Linked DNA regions of Rattus norvegicus: region 1 is linked to region 2. The links are chromatin contacts, called in public Hi-C maps. All regions are on one chromosome and are shown on one strand. Each heading gives the region's core, a stretch centred on a gene start, on an enhancer-like site or on the middle of the called end of the contact. The rest is flanking DNA. Distances are from core to core; before and after follow the strand shown. Region 1 overlaps LOC120102311 (a long non-coding RNA gene). Region 2 overlaps Dnah6 (dynein, axonemal, heavy chain 6).

Evidence for each region. Hi-C and Micro-C count contacts between places; a contact is called where the count stands out from the background.
Region 1: a contact with region 2 is called in a Hi-C map of the A7r5 cell line, with 6 times the contacts expected there. The contact joins two enhancer-like sites. A contact is called at or near these places in 9 of 12 Hi-C or Micro-C datasets (the A7r5 cell line, the Rat2 cell line, Schwann cells and 6 more).

The regions. Positions count from the first base shown.
Region 1 is chr4:106,844,995-106,850,892 of GRCr8, forward strand. It overlaps LOC120102311 (a long non-coding RNA gene), which reads left to right. Exons shown (of 3, transcript XR_010065833.1): 2 at 2,420-2,682; 3 at 4,842-5,898. Among named protein-coding and RNA genes, the nearest start is that of Dnah6, 5.6 kb to the left of the region's middle. Within about 2 kb of position 4,642, at least 12 of the 93 cell types and tissues checked have an H3K27ac peak or open chromatin away from gene starts, as enhancers often do. A contact at or near this core is called in the A7r5 cell line, where this site is marked.
Region 2 is chr4:106,621,766-106,628,056 of GRCr8, forward strand. It overlaps Dnah6 (dynein, axonemal, heavy chain 6), which reads right to left. Exons shown (of 77, transcript NM_001419792.1): 75 at 6,011-6,162; 76 at 4,813-5,035; 77 at 470-714. The coding sequence ends at 611. Among named protein-coding and RNA genes, the nearest start is that of Tmsb10, 56 kb to the left of the region's middle. Within about 2 kb of position 2,091, at least 4 of the 93 cell types and tissues checked have an H3K27ac peak or open chromatin away from gene starts, as enhancers often do. A contact at or near this core is called in the A7r5 cell line, where this site is marked.

The DNA.
Region 1 (5,898 bases), core at 3,392-5,891, 230 kb after region 2:
GGCCCCTCTGATGGTTCCAAAAATTGTGTTTTCCATTCATGTTATTTGAATTCAGTGAAAAGCAGAATATATTGACATTATTTTGGAGAAAATGAAGTATCTCTTTAATTTTTTATTTTCTTTTATGTGTATTAATATTTTGCTCTCATGAATGTCTGTGTACCTCCTGCCTGCCTGGCGCCCTAGAAGGTCAGAAGACGCTGTCAGATCCTCTGGAACTGGAGTTACAGGCGGTGATGAGCTGCCTTGTGAATGCTGGGAATCGAACCAGGATCCCCTAGAAAAGCAACCAATCCTCTTACTACAGAGCCAGCTCTCCAACACCTGTATTCATAATTTTATAATGTGACAAAATTAATTTTTGGTAGTGTATTATTGCCTTATTTAGGGTTCCATTGCTGGGAAGAGACATCATGATCAAGACAGCTCTTATAAAGGACAACATTTAATTGGGGCTGGCTTACAGTTTCAGAGCTTAGTCCATTATCATTGTAGCAGGAGCATGGTAGCATGCAGGCAGACCTGGTGCAGGAGAAGGAGCTAAGAGTTATGCATCTTGATTCTAAAGCTGTCTTCCAGGCGGCTAGAAGGATCTCAAAGCCCACCCCCACAGTGGCACAGTTCCTGCTACTAGGCCACACCTACTCCCAAGGGCCACACCTCCTAAGAGTGCCACTCCCTGGGCCGAGCATATTCAAACCACCACATGTATCAAGCCTAAAAAGAACCATAAAGGGCAGTAGTTTCTCAGGTTTTCAAAAGAAAATAGTATGTGAAACGGTATCTGGCCCAAGAGATGGTCTAGTGGTTAAGCAGACTCGCTGCCACAGCTAACAACATAAGTTCGATTCCCCAAACCCACACAACAGAAGGGGAAAGCTGATTTCTGCAAGTCTCTCTGACCTCCCCGACCACATGCACAAAATAAATAAGTATTTAAAACTCTTTAAAAAGAAATTATGTCTGTCCTATGACAGTGAAAGGAAGACGGAGGGCGAAGTGAGCAAATCTGAAGATTTATGGCCACAGTCCATTTTCTCTCTTTTTTTTTTTTTTTTTTTTTTTTTTTTTTTCGGAGCTGGGGACCGAACCCAGAGCCTTGTGCTTGGTAGGCAAGCGCTCTACCACTGAGCTAAATCCCCAACCCCCACAGTCCATTTTCTTTATGAGGCAAGAGGTAGGCGGAAGGAAGGAAGAGGCGTCATAGAATGGTAAGGAGGATTTAAATTTCAGGTCCCGTAAACTTCCGGAAATTGAGTTCACGGTTGTGTATACACATTGTTTTCTATAGATCTGATCAATTCTTAAAGGAGTCTGTGATCTATTTTTCCTCAGAACTGGGAAGGTGGCCTCTAAAGTGGGCTTTCTCTGAGCTTTGTTGGGAAGGAGGGGGAGCCTTGCTTGGTTTTGTAAGGATTCCTGATGCATAGTTTGTTCCTTTGGTGACATCTTGTGGTCACATGAATGTACTACAGAATAAGTTTGGAATTGTGGCTCTGGAAGTTTGTAAAAGAAAACAAAACTGGTAGATTCGTAAAAAAAAAAAAACTTGAGATTAGTTTCTCAGAAGATTATTGTATTTTCTTTTCTTACAATGTTGAGGCGCTATCTTGGATGTTCTGTCTTGGGTAGTTGTATTCTGGGAATTTAAAGCTTTAGCAAGGGAAGCATTCCCTCTTCCTCAGATGATTGCAATGTGCCCGCAAGTCCCAGAACCTCTTCCTTAAGTCCTTGCTCTTCATAGTGTGATTTTTGGGCCAGTAGCATTGGCGTCATCTGGAACTTGTGAGATACACAGGCTCCTACATCCTGCCTCCAACTCCTAAATCAGCCAGCATCAGATTTCGAAAGCAGCTCCTCCTGGATGTTAAATTTTAAGGGCCCTCATGGAAAAGGGTCTTTAGAGTACTCAGGTTAGGAATGGTGCCCAGCAAGTAGGCGTTTCCTTTGCTCCCTCCCTCCCTCCCTCCCTCCCTCCCTCCCTCCCTCCCTCCCTCCCTCCCTCCCTCCCTTCTTTCTTTCTTTCTTTCTTTCTTTCTTTCTTTCTTTCTTTCTGTTTTGGTTTATGACACAGTGTTTGTCTATGTAGCCAGTTGGCTATCCTGGAACTCTGTAGACCAGTGTGGCCTTGAACTCAAGAGATCCACTTGCTTCTGCCTTCTGAGTGCTGGGTTGAAAGGCTGTGCCACCATGCCTGGCTGGGTTTCTCCTACAGAACATGTGTTACTTTATGACCCTGTGGGAAGACTTTTATTGTAAGAAATCCCATCTGTGACAGAGCCATCATCTCTCTCCTGCAGTGTCCCGACGATCTCCTTCAATGCATTTGAGGGCAATAGTATTATTTTTACTTTTCTTCTTTGAGTCCTCACCCTCCTATACATCCTGTTTCTTAGGTTTACGTACAATGCTTTTGCAGAACTTTTCCTGGTAATTCCACAATAAAAATGGCTGTGAACTGAGGGTGACCAGTCTTCTGATTGCCAGAAAGCGACGAGGAGCTACAAGAAACTCTAAGAAGAAGCATGGTTCTTCCCTGTTTGTTATGTCACAACGTATCCTGCCCTGCCACTGTCCTGCTCCTGCCCTGCCACCGCGGCTCGCTCTCTTCTGACTGACCACCCACACCTCCGGGCATCCTCGCATGGCAACGTCGTTCCTTAAAACGAAGACGCTCCCCAGGTGAGTCCTCTGAAATGCCAGTCTCAGCATTTCACTCCATCACCCATCTGTGGGCCTAGGGCTGCTGTGCGTGTCAATGGCACTCCATTCTGGCTTCCTTCAGGTCATTTGACCTACGTGAGCAGCTACCCCACCTTTGGGTGGCCATTTCCTATAGATCAGAGTTTCTCAACCTGTGTGTCATGTCTCCCTTGGAGGTCAGTCACATATCATATATTTACATTATAATTTCTTTCTTTCTTTCTTCCTTTCTTTCTTTCTTTCTTTCTTTCTTTCTTTCTTTCTTTCTTTCTGGTTTTATGACACAGTGTTTGTCTATGTAGCCCCTTTGGCTGCCCTGGAACTCATAGCAAAATTACAGCTATGAAGTAGCAATGAAATAATTTTATGGTTGGGGGTCACCTCAACATGAATAACTGTATTCATGGGTCACAGCACTAGAAAGGTTGAGGGCCACTGGTGTAGGGTCTTTCAGAGATGTTCAATGCCAGCTCTTTTACAGTCCTCTTTACTTTGGAATTGAAATCACCTAAATTTGGCAAAAACTTTATGCCTACAGAATATACAGTGTTTCAGAGATAATGTTGCAATATTGGTTGATTTTGAAAGCTGTATCATGGAGTTTGAGAGATTGCTAAGCAGTGAAGAGCATTTAGAAGACAGGGGTTCACATCCCAGTACCTACACAGCAGTTCAAAACCACCTGTAACTCCAGTACTAGGAGATCTAACTCATTTTCTGGCCTACAAGGGCAGCAGATGTTCATCTGCTTTTAAAACCATTTGATCAAAGGCACAAGGGTATTTATGTAAGGAATTTGTTCCAAGCCTTTTACAGAGGGTGTGTTCAAATAAAATATAATATAGATTGATATAACCAATAAGGTAATGAGGTGATGCTATCTGTATTAAATGGATAGTGTGTTAAATACAATTAATGAAACAGTCACAGATATACATTACCCCATTTTGTTAAAAAGAATGCTATACTGTCTATACAAACATATAAAACACAGTCTATCTAAGTATAGCATCTAGTTTATTCAAACAGTATAGTATAGAATCCATACATATACATGTCTTGTCCATATGTAGCACAGAGCACAGGTCAGCTAACTATATCCTAGGTTGAATTCAGATTGCTACCTGGTTTTATAAATAAAGTTTTATTGGGTCAGTATGCCACTTTGTTTCATGTCTGTTCACAACTGGTTTTGTCTTCATCAGCAAAGGGCCCTGATGCATATTTGTTGAATAGGTTCTGATCATTAAGCTCCTTCAGAACCACTGAGACCAACAAGACCTTCACAGATTTGGTTTTGTGTGTGTGTGTGTGTGTGTGTGTGTGTGTGTGTGTGTGTGTGTGTGTGTTCTGTCAGAGCATAGCCCCTGGGAAGCTCTAGCAAGCTAGACTTGACCATCCATCCTTGATAGGTCACTTAAATGAACAAGTAATGGTAAAAAGCAGAAAGGTGAATTTTACTCAACGTAACTGCACTGGATAGAGGAGAGAAAGAAGTCCAGGACTCCTCAAGTCCATATTCAAGGTTCCGACACGACGCTTGGCTTTCAATAGGAAGTAAGAGGTGTGTATAACTAAGCATTCCTGGCCAAGGTGTGATTCCGCCACTACTGTCTGGGCTCCCGGCTCTCCTGAGTGGCAGTCTAAGTCTGAACCAAATGAAAACTCTTTCTGGGAGACAGGCTCCCTCTCTGGCTAGCTCCAGCCTTTCCTTCTTCCAGCATTAGATTCCGTGGGAAATTCCAATTTTCTGGGGGGCACTTGTCTAAATACTCTGATAGGCAAAGAAGACTAAAAGCAAGTGTCTCTTCAGAATATTCTCACCCCTGCTGAGGTGGTTACATACAGAACAGTTTCCTTTTGGTACACACCTCTCCTGTCTACTCAGTGTTTTGTCAACTGTGTTTACAGTGAAAGAAAACCCCTCCTTTCTTGCCACGGGAAAGGCAAACAGCCACATAGACCTAGGAGGTTGCCAAGTTTTGTGGACAATAAAAGGGCAAGCTAGTTAGCTATTAACCAGAAGACAACATAATTTTGCTCCATTTTGACCTTGATGCCTCTCTTTGCAGAAGGCTTTTTCCCTGACATTTCTGCCCCTGGAGGTAAAGCAGATTTCCCCTTCCTTTCTCTAACAGGATCCAGGCAGCAGTGGTTGGAGTCTGGGCATTTGGATCCCGGCAGCTTGAGCTAGAAGCTACAAGCCACGTGGCAGTCAGCCGATCTGGGCTGGGAGGGGCTGGAGGGGAAATCAAAAACCTGATGATTAATCTCGGCACCATGCTCTTTACTGGTGGCCTCTTAAAGCACTGGCATCCTTATTATTTTATATGCAATGACACAGAATTGTGGAAATATTAAGAACTTTCGGACAGCTTGAGGAACATAAGGGTTGTATGAAGACTAATGGGGAAGAAAGAGGTAATTTGCGGTAAAGAGAGGGGGTAACTGCCATTTATTACAGTGAAGAAATTCCCACTTTCTCCAAAGTTGGTAGTGTTAAAAAATCACCGTTTTAACTTAACAAACAAACAAAACAAAAATTAATTTGAAACAAGGTCTGACCATATATCCTAGGATGGCTTGGGATTTATCTCAGACTGGCTTTGAATCCTTGACCTTCCTGCCTCAGCATCCCAAGGGCTGGTTGTCTGGCCCCAAAAGAACTCAGGGCAAATGCCTAACCACGGTGCCAATTAGCATACCAAAGCCAGCTTCACTCGGTAAGTTTGGCTTCTCCCGCCTCTTCTGACCCTGCCCCTTGGCTTCTCCCAGCTCTTCTGACCCCGCCCCCTACCCTAAACCTTTCCAGCCCAGGGGCTCGCTTCTGCATCTTCTCCTTCCTTTATAACCCTTCCATTTCAGCTCTGCATCATCTTGGTTCTCTGCTCTGACTCCTTCCTCTCTTGGTCCTCTCTCTCACTCTCCTTTGCCCTCTCTCTCCTCTTCTTTTCTCGCTCTCCCTTCTTATCTCTCCCTTCATAGCCAGTTCAGTCTATGTTTTCTCTCCTTGCTCTGGACTCTTCCAGATGCCTCTGTCTGTACTGTTCTTTCTCTCTCTCTCTCTCTCTCTCTCTCTCTCTCTCTCTCTCTCTCTCTCTCTCATCTACATTCAAACTAGGAAAAGAAAGACTCTACATTGCAAGAGAGGAAATGGGCAGAGAGAAAACGGGCAGAGTTCACTAGCCCAAACCG
Region 2 (6,291 bases), core at 841-3,340:
TACATGTGCACCGGGATAGCATGCATGTGTCCACATTCACACACACATACATGAACACAAACACACCATGCACACTTGCATACTAATAAGTTTTTTCCCCACGTTTTTGTGATGTTTCGATTGCACAGTTCTCAAGGATGAACTTTGTGACAATGTCATGTTACGATATCAGAAGGCTGGGCACACATGGTGGTTGTTGCTGTTGCCCCGGTGTTGGATTTTTGAGATCCTTAATTAGGTCTAGAAACAGAAGTATCGGGGCCATGTGGCTAATGTGGACCGTGGGCCGTGAGCCTCTCCTACGAGCGTGACGAGGAAGGGAGACTGTGTGAGTGATGGGCTAACTCTGACTCTTCCCAGGCCTTCAGTGACACACTGAGGAGAAGCAGCCTAGCCCGGCTTTCCCATGGAGTTGGGAGTGGGTTTAATAGGGGTGGGGTGTGTGAATTAGTCGCTTCCACACCACAGCTGGGATTCCCAACAGAAATAACTCAAAATGGCTTTATTTTAGGCTATGGGAGAAATACCAGTCACAGCTGCTATCTTTAAGCGGGGTCAGAGGTCACGTCCTCATCATCAGGGAAGGTCTCTGGATCATCGAGGCCCCTAGTCACTCACTCAGCTGGCAGAGCAATGCTGACCCCTTGGCGATCCAGTAATCACTGGGCCTCTTGGAGGGTAAGAGGACAGTCACCACGAAGTTGGTTGAATGACCTAATAAACGATACAAGGGGGGTGGGGGTGGGGAAGAAGAGCTGTTATTTCAACAGTAACCTCTGGATTCACAGAGACGAGATACTGAGAGCCAAGAGGCTTTAGCTCCGACCTGGCTGAACCTGAAGACGCCGGGCTCAGTCCTCTGAACGTTCCAGTTTCACGCCATTCAAAAGGAGATTTCAGAATACGTGGTGCTTTGAGGCCCGTCTGTCTCAGATCTTACATCTTGATGAGTATGTTTCAGGTTTTCTGCAGTCTGAATCCTGGAGCACTGGGCTGGGAGTTGGGCCTGACACTTCAATAGGACTCAGGGGTTTCTAACGGTAGGTAGGGCTTCTATACGCGTAGTTGTCTATCTATCCGTCCGTCCTTCTTTCCATCCTACACTGGAAGACTCTTGGGCTCCTGGAATGAGCAGGCACAGTGACAGGCGTTCTGTCTTCAGTGCTTAGCCATTCTACACACGCTCGTAAGAGCGAGTCCCTCTTACGGAGTTCTTCCCCTTCCGTGGCTGTCTAAGGAGGGAGACAGTGACCTCAGATGGCGACCGCTCCTTCTGGTGCTGCTTTTCTCAGATTCCGTGGGTGTGAATGGACATCAGGGAAGGTGGCCTCAGACCCAGCAGGGGGAGCCTTTACCTTTTCACCTTTCTGGTCCCCTGGATACCAGGTTTTCCAGTGCAACAGCCCAAGTTCAATGGCAAGCCCATCTAGACTCCTCTCCTGTGCATTTACTGGTTTTACGCAGTCCAGAAATTTGCCTCCACGCTTTTTTGGGTGCCAGCCCGATGTATACTTCTCTGCAGGCCATGGGTGCCTGCATGGGAGCACGTGAGGCCTTCTCTAGGTCTGGAGGAAGACTTAGGACACAGCTAAACCCCTGCAGCCGCTGACTCAGTTTAAGCAGAATCCATTCTCTGTTGGCCAGAAATGAGTTTAGCTGCCTTCTAAAATGCCCCCTCTTTCTCAATCTCACGGCGGTCTCCTAAGGGCTTCACTGTCTACTCTGGATGACTCACAGTTGGACAGAAAGTACCTCTGTAGATGATTGGGATAGACGTGTGTGGCTCCTGTCACATATCCACTTATGCTGAAATCCTGAAGGGCTGATGTCAGAGGTCTTGTGCTTCTGACAAACAGGATAGCTACAACATGGATGCTGTATAGTGGACTGTGGTTAAAGTAAAGGTCGGCTGCATACCGCAGAGGGACGCAGGGTGACTAGAGCATTAAGAACAGCTGAGTGTGTGTAAGAAAAGGGTGGAGGAGGGCTGGAGAGATGGCTAAATGGCTAAGAGTGTCTATTTGAGTTTAGTTCCCACATCAGTGTTGGGCAGCTTACAGCACCAGTAACTCTGGCTCCAGGGGATCTGGTGCCCTCTTCTGGCCCTTGTGGGTATGTGCATTCAGGTGTACATGCCATTCTTTACCCTGCCCCCTCCCCCCATACATAAATATAAATAAATCACAGGCTGGGTGTGGTAGTTCACCCTGTTCCCGGCACTGGGCAGGCATAGACAAGTGGATCTCTGTGAGCTGGAGGCCCAGCTTGCACTACATAGCAAGTTCCAAACTGCCAGGGCTACAGAGTGAGACCTGCTCAAAAGGAATGGATGGATGACTGAGGAAGAAAAGGATGTGGAAATAAAGGCTGTCTTCCGGGACTGTCAGGGTGCTTGAACAGAAGGGATTAAATGGGCTTTAGAACTACAGAGCCTGCTCGCAAAAGCTGCTGTCTGCAGGGGCTGAGCTGAACTTATTCTGAGGTGGGTGGGGACCCCTTAGTGAAGAAACATGTTTTGTGTCTGAGAATAATTCAGGTCTTCATCACAACGGGGACCTGCCTGCTTTCGTCTTTCCTCATGTTCCCACAGCTAACAAGCGACTTGGACAGTCATTCCTTCAGCTTCGTCTAAAGACGGGGGATTGAACTCAGGGGCCGCAAACGTGTTGAACGAGTGTTCTCTGTCAAGAATTCTGCTGACTGTTATATAGCGGTGGTTCTCTGCTGTTTATCTTTTGTAGCAGACCCATTTTCTGTAGATTACTTTGGGTTTTTCCATGCGATCAGTTATTTAGCCAAATTACATTTTTGTTTCTTATTTTCAAATCCAAGTTCTCAATTCACGTTCCTGTAGAGTCAGCTGAGGCTTTCTGTGTGGTGCGGAGCTGCAGTGAGCAGCCAGGTGTCGACCGTTCCTTCATTCATTAAGTTAATGACTAGGGCTGCGCCTTAATCATCGCTGCAACCATTGACTCCAGCTGGGGGGTGAGCTAGCAGCACCCACACTTTTGTTATGAGGTCAGCTTGGCGTTCTACGCTGAGAAGCTTCTAACAGCCTCCTCGAGCCCACACTGAGGTGCACAGTGACTGCCTAAAGTTTATTTCATATCTGAGGCTAACATTGTAGTATGTCTGGGCTCTTTTATTATGATGCTTTACATTACTGTCTGGAAAAGCTTTCAATAAGTGGCTCCTTGGTCCTGGTTAGTCTTGATTTTGAACTTGACACGGCCTGAGATGGCTGAGAGGACGGTCTCTGTTGGGGAATTGTCTAGGTAGGATTTGCCTGCTGGCATATCAGGGAGAATTGTCTTGATTATTAAATGAAGTAAGAGGGTCCAACCCACCCTGGGCAGTGCTAGCCCTAGACTCGTGATCCTCAGCTGCAGAAGAAAGCTAAGTAAACACGAGCCTGTGTCAACCTAGCAAGCAGCATTCCTCCATGACTCCTGCCTCCGGGTTTCCCCGTCATTCCCACGCTGCCTTCCCTCCATGACGGAAGCATAAGGCCGCAGCCTTTTCCTTAAGTCGCTTCTGGTTAGAGTGTCTGATCTAAGCAACACAAAGGAAGCCAGCTCATCATTCAAAAGCAGAGCAGTTCACAATTCGTGAATCCAAACTTGTCCTCCACAATTCATATTCCTATCCTGGGGGAAGCAGTGCCATTTTTCAGGTGCCCTAACAGGTTTCTAGCAGCCATCATTAGGAAACAGGATCCCCAGACCTGTCCAGTAATCTCAGAGTTCTCATCACGAAATGCTGTTCTGTGAATGGTTTGCTCGGACAGTATTCGCTGTGTGCCGGGCACTCCCCTGGGCACTCCGCAAGTGTCCATGTAAGCCTTCCCGGGTACCATTTTAAAAAGCATCCCTCCCTCCCAGCGACAAGATTTCTGAATCTGAGGACACAGCATTTCTTTAGTGTTAGAGAACCACCAGCTTTTATTCTTTGTAAATATTGCCTCTTCCCCATTCTTACTTTCTCTTACATTCGCCTAATGAATTAACTAATTAATTAACAGGGAATTACAGCTTTTTCTACAATGTTAGACTTTCCAACTACTATTGCAAGTGGCTTTCTCCACTATTCTTTAGCAGTCTCTTTTTGGAAAATCCATTGTTCTTATAAAGAAATTGCATTTACTTATTATGCACGTGTGTGCTCCTGCGTATGACATGGCACATATGTGGGAGTTAGAGGACAACTTGTGGGACTCAGCTCTCTCTTAACATCATCTGGGTCTCGGGGATCAGACTCAGGTTGCTAGGCTTGGTGACAGAGCCTTTAGTGCTGAGCCCTCTCCCTGGTTCACATCTTATGTGATCTCTTTTCCTTCTCTCTGCTTCCAGTTTGCAGGACTGCATCTCAGGTCCACTGGGAGTTTTTGAACCCAGTTTTCCACTTAGTTCATTTTAAAACCTCTTTTCTATGATAGACCAGGCGACTGGCCTTGAATTTATGGAGATCTGCCTGCCTCTGCTGGGGTTAAAGGTTTGTGCCACCTTGACCAGCAGCATTTGAGTTTTGACTGAAGTTTTTATTTAGTTATTACGTGTACAATGAAAAATATGCATTTATTTTCATATATGTGGGTGCTTTGTCTGCTTGTCTGCCTGTGCATTACATGTGTGTATTGCCTTTGGTATACAGAAGAGGGCATTGGATCCTCTGGAGCTGGAGTTACAGATGGTTGTGAGCCACAGTATGGGTGCTGAGAATCGAACCTGGGTCCTGTGTAAGAGCCTTAAACAGTGCTCTTAACTGCTGGGCTGTCTCTCCAGCCCCGTGGACAAATCTTAAGAACACGCTCACCTGTGGTTGAAAGTGTTCCTGCCCGGGCTCCTGTTTTGTAGAGCGGGGAGTGGTAGAGTGTTTGGATTGGCTCGTAATTTTGTTGCGGTTCAAAGTGGACTACAGGCAGCATGGGGTTCATCTGTCCTGGCAATGCGTCTTCTATGATCATGTCCTTGTCATCCCACCGAGAAGCATCCATGAACATCCCGTGAACGAGAACCCCATCCTCTGGAGTGGGCAACTGAAAGAAACTCAGAAGTTTAGGAGTGAGTAGAGGAGAAGGGATTAACACAGTCATTGCCTGTGTCCCACCTTTTCAACAAGTACCTCTAAAACCAGTGCCTTATACTACTGCAGTTTAGAGAAGGGTACCCTAAAGATGTGAGGGATAGGCTACCCCGGTTCTCAGTTTGGTACTGAATTTGAGACTGTCCACACCCCACCAGGACAGAGTTGGAGAGGCCCCTGGGAACCCCAATCATGGCTACTTTAGACCATCTAACCTCATGAGTAATGACTTTTCTCTTCCTCCCGGGAAGCAGAGTGAAGCAAGGGCTGGGATTACCACCTGTTTTTCTCAGAATCTGGGTGCCCTTCTAGAAGACAGATTATATCTGCCATACTATTTGAAGAGTGCAAAGCCGTCGCGACGGCCTCTATAGCACACACTTATCAGTTATTCTGTGGTTACAGGAGGAAGAGGTGTGCAGCCAGCGTTTCAGTTCTGCCAGAGGGGGCTGTGTGACTGCTGTAGGCAAGTTTGGTCTACACTACTGCAGTGGGTTATTGTGAGTGGACTCCAGGTTGGCTCTATGGCATGTGCCACTCCCTTCTTAGACTCCTGTCATTTGCCCACTTTATAGATGAGAACATCCAAGTTCAGCTTAGTGAGCAATTGTTTCGGCACACGTGGCTGGTGAAGGGGAGGACCAGGACTCAGACTCAAGGTTATTTTATACGGAAACTCTTGTCCTCAGTGTCTTGTTCTATGTAAGATGGAGATCATTGCTGTCTGAGTCTAAATCATGTGGCTCTATGCAGAAAAATATCTGTGAATTGGACTGTGTTTGAGGAGTTCCTGTCCAGTTGCTGCAGAGGAGATGGCCTTGGGGAATGAGTGCTACTCTCTCCTCCTACTCTTGCAATGACAGTGGCGGGGCAGGGGAGACGGGCTGAATGATGCACTGACAGTGGGATGTAGTCAGGTAGACAATACCTCCTTGTCCATGGGCAGTTCTGTTCCAAACTGAATGTCCTTGGCTGCTTCTATCACCAAGGCTTGATCTCGGTAGACTGGGATCATGTTATATTTGAAACTCAGCTCGTCTATAGGCAAATTATATTTTCGAGCATGGTTCTGGAGAGTTCCTGAAAGTACGAAAAGGTGGGTCCTTCAAGGCACATTGCTGTTCCACATGTACTGTGTCCCTCCTGTCAACCCAGGCTGTGCTAGCATTAGAGATCCTCCTCTCCACAGAAACCAATCAGGGCAGGGGA